Regions from separate parts of the Triticum aestivum genome. Here region 2 is linked to region 1. A link is a contact called in public Hi-C data. All regions are on one chromosome and are shown on one strand. The core of a region is the stretch at or near the end of the contact, and the rest is flanking DNA. Distances in the headings are between cores, read along the strand shown. Region 1 holds the start of LOC123121555 (respiratory burst oxidase homolog protein E). Region 2 holds the start of LOC123121556 (2Fe-2S ferredoxin).

Region 1 (3,805 bases), core at 563-3,062:
GAACGATCAGCTGCTCGGAGAAGACGACCAAAGTTTATTCAGTGAGAATTTTTTTACTACTTTGGACTTGATGAGTGAGGCAGAAGCAGAGCACGTGAAAGTAACAGCAAAGCCGTGACAGTTACCGCAGCAGTAATTAACTAAGTAGTAACAGTAACAGCAAGCGTGACTGTAATTGGAGCCGGGCGCACAGAAGAAGCTTCTTAAACGCTGGTAATGGAGAAATGAACACAGCAAAAGGAGTCGAGGAAAAGCGTTTAAACAAGTCATCACCTCCTGTACTTCCTCCCTCGTGATCCTCCCGTCCACGTTGGTGTCCACCCTGAGTTGAATTTGGGGCAAAACAAGAAGAATGAGCATCGAGAATCTGGGACGCGAGAGCTTGCATCGGAAGCCGGGAGAATGGCCGACTAAAGCGGTTGCTTGGGATCCGGTGAAGGAAAATGTATGGGTGGGGAATTCGGTTCCGGTGGCGCTTACATGTCGAAGAAGATCTGGAGCCGCGCGTCGAAGCTCTGATCGGAGATCTGGAGCCAGAAGTCGTAGAGCTCCTCCTTGGTGATCCGCTCCAGGTTCTGCCGCCGCCGCCGCGCCAGCGCGTCGAAGATGCCCTCCGCGAACTCCTTGGAGTCCACCATTCCTGATGATCCACAGGCATGGCCAAGAACATCGCCATTAATGGTTGCACAATGGGATGGGGGTACAGAGCGCAGTTGTTGCCAAGAAAGAAACAGAGTGGGGTGGGATGGTGTAGTACCGATGCATTCGCCGAAGTTGTCGCGGGAGAGGAGGCCGTCGTGGGCGAGGGCGTTGAAGCGCTCCTCCACGCGGCGCCAGAGCTCGGCGGCCTCCAGGGAGCCGGTGGTGCGGCTGATGAAGCGGAGGCCCTTGAGGGCGCGCTTGGCGCCGGCGCGCGACCGGTTGACCCGCGCCTGGATGCGGCGCCGCTCGCGGGCCGCCATGGCCGCCTCCCGCTGCAGCTCGGCGGGCGTGGGCACGCGCGGCGAGGGCGAGGGCGCGGGGGACGGCGAGCGCAGCCACGCGAACTTCTTCCGTATCCGCGAGGACGTGGACGAGCAGCGGCTGAGGGCGCCGCCAGCTCCTCCCCCCGGCGCCTCCGGCGTGTGCGGCATCGCGGCGGCGCTGTAGAGCGCGGCCCTGGTGGGCGTGACGCTGCGCACCACCATGGACTCCTCGTCCAGCTCCAGCATGACCTCCACCAGGTCCTCCTGGTCGGCGAGGAATGCCGGGAGCATGCCCCCGCCCCCGCTCCCCCCGGCGGCCGCGGCGAAGAACTCGTCCCCATAGGCGGTGGTGAAGGACTCGTTGTCGGAGGTGTCGGTGTTGGTGGTCTGGTCGTCCGCGAGGCACTCCGCGATGCGCCGGTGGCCGGCCCGCCGCGCGTTGCTCCCGCGCGACGGCGTCCACATGGCCGCTCCCCGCGCCCCGCGCCCGCCCGCGAGACGTGCAGGAGGAAGAAGAAGAAGAATAAAAATAACCCGGGGCTGCTCTCGGTGGGGGCTGCAATGGTAGTTGCGGTGCGTCCGCCTGTAGTATTATGATACGCAAGCTCGGCTCCCCTCCCCGCCGCGCACCGTGGGCTGGCTCGGCTTGTCGTACGCCCGCGCGCCCGCCGCGGGACGGTGATCACCTCTGGCGCGGTGACCACCTCTATCTCCTTCTATTCGTCGGCAGCGCGCATGCACGCGGGCGGGCGCGCGCTCGCGGTTTCGCTCGGCTTCGCGGTGCGGTGCGGAGCGGTGCTCGGGTTTGCCGCTGCCTCGGGCCAACGCTTTATCTTTATACGAAAGGGTGACGCATTTTATCTTTCCTACTGCCCGTTGTTGCGCCGCTCGTCGTCCTCCAGAAACGAGCTGCGGGTGCCACGGGTTTGGCCTGGGGCGAGCGCTGCTGTGCTCGGTGCGGCGGCAACCTGCGTGCGCGCGGCTGGGCGGTCGGTGTGGGGTGGGGTGGGGCGGAGTAGAGTGTAGACTGTGGAACGTGGACCGGACCGCGTTCGGTCCCGGAATCTCAGATGCTTCCAAATGGGTAAAAATGAAGTGGACTGGAAGGAGGAAGCACCCGACGGCCGCGCCTGGCGACCGTCGACTGTCGCCGTGTGGGTTAAACGGGAGAAGATAGGGGGACCGTTGATTCGGAGGGAGACTGTTGTTGCAACTTTGAATAGTTCACCTAAAAAAACTTTGAATAGTTGAAGTGTTTTTTGGCATTTTTTTCTTGCAACAGGAGCTTAAAGCATCTACAGCCGGGGCGCCCTATAGCCGTTACATACGTCCGGCAGGCCGTCCGGTCGCTGACCGGTCACAAAATACCGACCCAGCCGAAGCTCTCAAACAGGCCTCAAACGCCCGGACCGACCGGCACCCCTCATATCTGTCCCAAATATATGGCGGATATGAGGCGGTCCGAACACGTCCGGGCACGTCCGCCTGACAAGTCCGGCCCATCACCGACCCCACGGATGTCCCACAGAAAACCGCATCAGCCTCATCGCTCCGAAACTTTAGCTCACTCACTCTCCTCTCTCGCTACGTCCTCTCCTCTCCCCGCACCGATTCCGATCGAATCCGGCGCAATGTCGAGCTCCGACAGCCGCTCCGACGACGAGCTGGATCCGGAGTATGAGCTTGCCCTCCGCATCGCCTTGGAGTGGTCCAAGGTGGAGACCGGGGGCAGCTCCGGGTCTGCAGCCTCGCCGCAGCCGCAGCTTCCCCGTCGACGCAGCTCGGACACCGGCACTGGTCCCTCCCTGCCCGGGGGCAGCTCCAACAGGCGGCCTGCGCAATCCACGCCTGCCCTACGACGTCACCTGGCCCCGCCGGCTGCTGCTCCCGCTCATGGGCAGTGGTGGGTGCTTGTGCCCGCCACGCTGGCACGGACATGCACGCCGGAGTCGGTGGGCCGCGCCGCCCGCCGCGAGAGGCAGCGAGCAAGGGAGAGGAACACTGCGGAGAGCTCTGTCCGCCGCCGCCGTGGGTTACCGGCAGAGCCCGACGAGGACGAGCAGCTCCTAGCGTTGGTCTACCGCCGGTCGCTTACGACGGCGGAGATGGACGCTCGGCGGCTCCGTCGGAAGAACGCGAAGGCTCTCCGGCTTGCCATCGAGCGGTCCGAGCGGGAGGCGAAGGAGAAGGCGACAGAGGCGGCTCAGTTGGCCAAGCTCAGGCGCCAGCAGGACCGGGCCGTCTAGCGCCTCAAGGGCCTCGTCATCGTCTCCTCCTCCTCCTCGTCCGACGATGACGGCTCCTCGTTCGACGAATCGGATGATCCTCCACCAGCCGCCAACGGCTACAGCTACGCCGGCGACCAGAAGGGGAAAGGGTCGGCCCGGAAGTGGTGAAGTTCAATTTCATTTCAAGTATTAGATGTAGTATGAAGTTGTCCGTCGTTTATGTGAACTTTGGTGGACCTATGATCAGCCGTTCGTGATCTTTTGGTGAACCGTTGTGCTATCCTATGTCTGATTCTATGTCCGACCAGCCGATCTACGTAGTTTGATCGACGTTGCACGATTTAGTATGGATATCGGGGTTCGGATATGAGTTACACAGATGTGGACGACGCATTTTTGAGGGGTGTTCGGTCAGTGCCCGCGGACGCGCCCGGACGCGTCCGCGGGTGTTTGAGGGGCCGAATTTGCTAAGTTCGGCTGTAGATGCTCTTACACCCTTTTCTATTAATTGCTTCATGATACCAGTAACAATTAGAGAAAAAGACAGGGGCGGGAAAGAAGAGAAGCGAGCTCGGGCATTAACAGGAAACCCGCTGTAGATGCTCGCCATCG
Region 2 (4,107 bases), core at 1,005-3,504, 170 kb after region 1:
AAAGACTTACTTAGCTTTCGGCTGTTCACTCCTGTCATTGACTTTAGCTTCCGTGGCGGAACATAGAGAACGATTACCCTGAAAAGAGTCCCATTTGTTATTCCATCTTTGAACAAAGTTATTCCAGTTTCTCTACATTATATTTTTCATTTTAAATAAATTAAAAAAAAGTAAAGCAGAGACACGAGATCTGTATATCTGCACATCTTTTCAAACATCGATATCTGATAAGTATGAAAACTATATAGTCAACTTTGCTTCAGTACACCCCCCTAGAAAAGTTTATGGATTTCAATGCAGATTAAAGGTGGAGATTAGAAGGTACCCTTTATATGAAAAAGGATAATATTTTTTTTTATCCAAATCAATCTATTCAATACGTTAGATCTGCAAACTATGAAACTAATATGAGGATAGCCTTTTTAAGTAACTTTAAGATTTGTGCAAACTTTTAAGGGGGGTGTACCAAAGCAAAGATTAACAAGTTCTGCAGGTTAACGGCACAGTTAGGATTGCTCGAAGAAATTCCCTGCAAAAAAAATGCTTGAAGGCCTAGCAAATGGACAGTTCCAGCAACCAGGGAAACTCCTTTGTATAAGTTGGCAGTAAATGTAGGCAAGTTAACAATGCAACATTTGAGAGAGAGAGAGAGAGAGAGAGAGAGAGAGAGAGAGCTGACCACATAGTTCATACAGGCTCTGATGGGTTCTTCCTGATTCCTTGAAGTTACTGACTTTTGACCTGATAAATGTCAGAATAATTCAGTGGACATAGAGAAACGAAAGATGGCCATAACAAACAGACAAGCATGCCAGTCTAAAGAATGTGTTCTCTTAAAATTTACTTAAAGCGCTAGTCAAAAATAACTAAACAGACCCTAGGCTCACATACCAAGAATAACTAAACATACATTTCTTCCAAAATGTATATCTAAACATAAAAGGGGAACATCTTGAATAGTATGGTTCACCTTAAAAAACACATAAACAAACATTACATGTTATTATGGAAAACTGAGCAGGCCAATCCAACTTGCATATTTGTAGACCCCATAATCAGGGTGAGCAATGAGACACCGCATCAGTTGTCTTGACAAAGAGCTAGAAAGCACTCTTACAGAAGATACTGCCCACATTCCTTAAAACAGACACCAATCCACAGGAAATACAAAAAACCCACTAACTAGTGCCTCCGTGCCAACTACCAGATGTAGGATTAACTCTGCGTGACCAAATAGCAGGAAATCAGTGTGGCCACAACCAACAGGTATATCCCCTCGATGCTGCTGCTGCTGCTGCTAGTAGCTACTTCATCAAAGCACCTCGCATTTGCTCCCAGATGTCAATCAACTAATCATCAGCCTGACCGCATCCACAAACTCGAAACTAGGCGCGTCATTGCATCCGAATGACCTGGAATTAACACCCGGGGCAAGTAGCACGCTGGGCTCAGCACAAATTTGACAGGGCACCCCAGGTGACCACGAGGAAAACCCACGGAGTAGTTCGTGAGCAACTCAGGAATCAGGAATCACGCGCTCGATGCCCTCTAGTTCTAACCGAGACATACTCCAAATAAAACAACGCCGCAGCGGAGGCAAATGAAATCGCGAAGCCGATGGGCGACGGTGGAGTGGGGAGGAGAAGCAAACCTAGCCTCGCCCGGCTCAGGGCGTGGACGCCGAGGCGGGAGATCCTTGACAGCATCTTCACCGGAGGGGCAAAACCGAGACGGACGCAGCGGCGGCAGCAGATTCCTTAAAACACTCTTACAGAAGAGCTAGAAAGCACTCTTACAGAAGATACTGCCCACATTCCTTAAAACAGACACCAATCCACAGGAAATACAAAAAACCCACTAACTAGTGCCTCCGTGCCAACTACCAGATGTAGGATTAACTCTGCGTGACCAAATAGCAGGAAATCAGTGTGGCCACAACCAACAGGTATATCCCCTCGATGCTGCTGCTGCTGCTGCTAGTAGCTACTTCATCAAAGCACCTCGCATTTGCTCCCAGATGTCAATCAACTAATCATCAGCCTGACCGCATCCACAAACTCGAAACTAGGCGCGTCATTGCATCCGAATGACCTGGAATTAACACCCGGGGCAAGTAGCACGCTGGGCTCAGCACAAATTTGACAGGGCACCCCAGGTGACCACGAGGAAAACCCACGGAGTAGTTCGTGAGCAACTCAGGAATCAGGAATCACGCGCTCGATGCCCTCTAGTTCTAACCGAGACATACTCCAAATAAAACAACGCCGCAGCGGAGGCAAATGAAATCGCGAAGCCGATGGGCGACGGTGGAGTGGGGAGGAGAAGCAAACCTAGCCTCGCCCGGCTCAGGGCGTGGACGCCGAGGCGGGAGATCCTTGACAGCATCTTCACCGGAGGGGCAAAACCGAGACGGACGCAGCGGCGGCAGCAGATTCGGGGCGCGGGTTTGGGAGGATCAGCGGAGGAGGAAGAGGGGTTCGGCTTCGCTTGAGAAGGAAGTAGAGAGCGCGGGCCGAGCAGCTGGGCCGGGAGGGTAGCCCAACTGAACAGTTTTATGCGAATCTTATAGTTGGGCCATTTCTCCAGCTTATATTGACCCAAATCTCGATAAAGAAACTGATCCTCGAATGTCTCAAAAAAACGGATCCCAAAATTCGGCAATCTGATTTAAGGAAGAAAAACGAAAATGGAGACGCGGGGAATCGAACCCCGTGCCTCTCGCATGCGAAGCGAGCGCTCTACCATATGAGCTACGTCCCCAAGCTGACGAATGCGAGATCTAAAGCTTAATATTCGTTTCAATTAAGAACTGAGAGGTTAGGTCCATTTATTTTTGAAACGGAGGCAAAGATTGCCTCATCTATTAATTAAGTAGAAGAGAATTGCCCAGTTAATTATGGAAAACCGGAACAACAAGGGCCAGGTCCACTCCATAGACTGAAACACACAGGGCAAAGCCCACCCTAATCGACGACAAATCGACCTACGGCCAGACAACGCAGCTCCGACTCTGACGGAGAACTCAGAAAAACAAAACCAGGCACGGCTGGCGCCACGGAAGATCTCCGAAAGGGCCACTGCAGCCAGTCATCGTACACCACAGGGCCCCGCCGCCGCAGCTTCGACTCCACAGCAACAAGCAAACCGAGGCAAAACCGTGGACACGCCGGAGAAGAGTCGACTACCCTAACCATTGCCGCGTCGCCGACATCGCTCCCACCATCATCGTTGCCACAGAAAGTCTGGTCGCCACAGAGATTCTCTCGGGGCCGCCGCCCCGACATCCACCGCTCCGTCGCGCTCAGCGCAATCAACCGGCACCGCCGCCCCGACATACCACCGCTCCCCTCGACCAGCAACGCCGCACAACCCAGCTGCCCGCAGCCCACGCTGCTCAGGGCAACCGCTCGCAGACCACGAACGTCGCACCACATCCGGGGCCGCCGCCCCGACATAAAGTCAGACCGCCCCCTCTGGGCGCATCGACCGAGCCGACACCCCTACCGCCCAAGCGGGACAAGGATGCCACCCAACCAATGTCGAGATAGAGCCCCACCTCATAGAGCTGTCACTCACATTGTTCCCGAGATCGCCATCTCGACGCACAATCAGAAACCACCCGGAGCCGCCGCCCCGACGTCCACCGTCCCCGACGATGAAGAGATCCGTGCAAACTGCAACATGCTGACTCTCCAAAGGCGATGCCTCAAAGAAGGAAACGACGTAGCCGCCGTCATCGCCCGCTTCGACCATCCGAAGCTAGGGATTTCTCCCGGAGAGTCATGTAATGGAGCTCCACGGCAACACCTTCAAAAAGGGGAACGACAACATGGCCATGGCACCGATGTTGCCGGCACCGACCCAAGGTCAGTGCTGAACTTTGGCCCGGAGCTCCTCTACACCTCCGAATCCGAGCAGATCCGGAGCACTGCACAGCACACAATCCCATGGTCGACGTCCACCGTCTCCGCCTGAATCCGAGCAGATCCGAAGCTGTTGCTCCTGCATCCTCACAGCGAAGCCGCTCCACCATGCCGCCTGAGCAGCAGCCCCTCACCGCGCCGTCGCGCAACTTCCCGGCGACAGATCCGCGCCACCGGACCCCTT

What was found. A called contact is a pair of places that touch in the nucleus more often than the background predicts.
Region 2: a Hi-C map of leaf shows a contact between it and region 1, with 4 times the contacts expected there. The contact joins the promoter of LOC123121556 here to the promoter of LOC123121555 in region 1. A contact is called at or near these places in 3 of 5 Hi-C or Micro-C datasets (all in leaf) and 1 of 1 datasets of contacts at active chromatin or transcription factors (leaf).

What each region holds. Positions count from the first base shown.
Region 1 is chr5D:332,664,025-332,667,829 of IWGSC CS RefSeq v2.1, forward strand. It overlaps LOC123121555 (respiratory burst oxidase homolog protein E), which reads right to left and starts at 1,813. Exons shown (of 12, transcript XM_044541558.1): 1 at 481-1,813; 2 at 274-322; 3 at 1-10. The coding sequence starts at 1,430.
Region 2 is chr5D:332,829,436-332,833,542 of IWGSC CS RefSeq v2.1, forward strand. LOC123121556 (2Fe-2S ferredoxin) reads right to left here and starts at 2,255. Exons shown (of 8, transcript XM_044541563.1): 1 at 1,652-2,255; 2 at 680-741; 3 at 11-78. The coding sequence starts at 1,706. TRNAA-CGC (transfer RNA alanine (anticodon CGC)) reads right to left here and starts at 2,760; the gene lies at 2,688-2,760.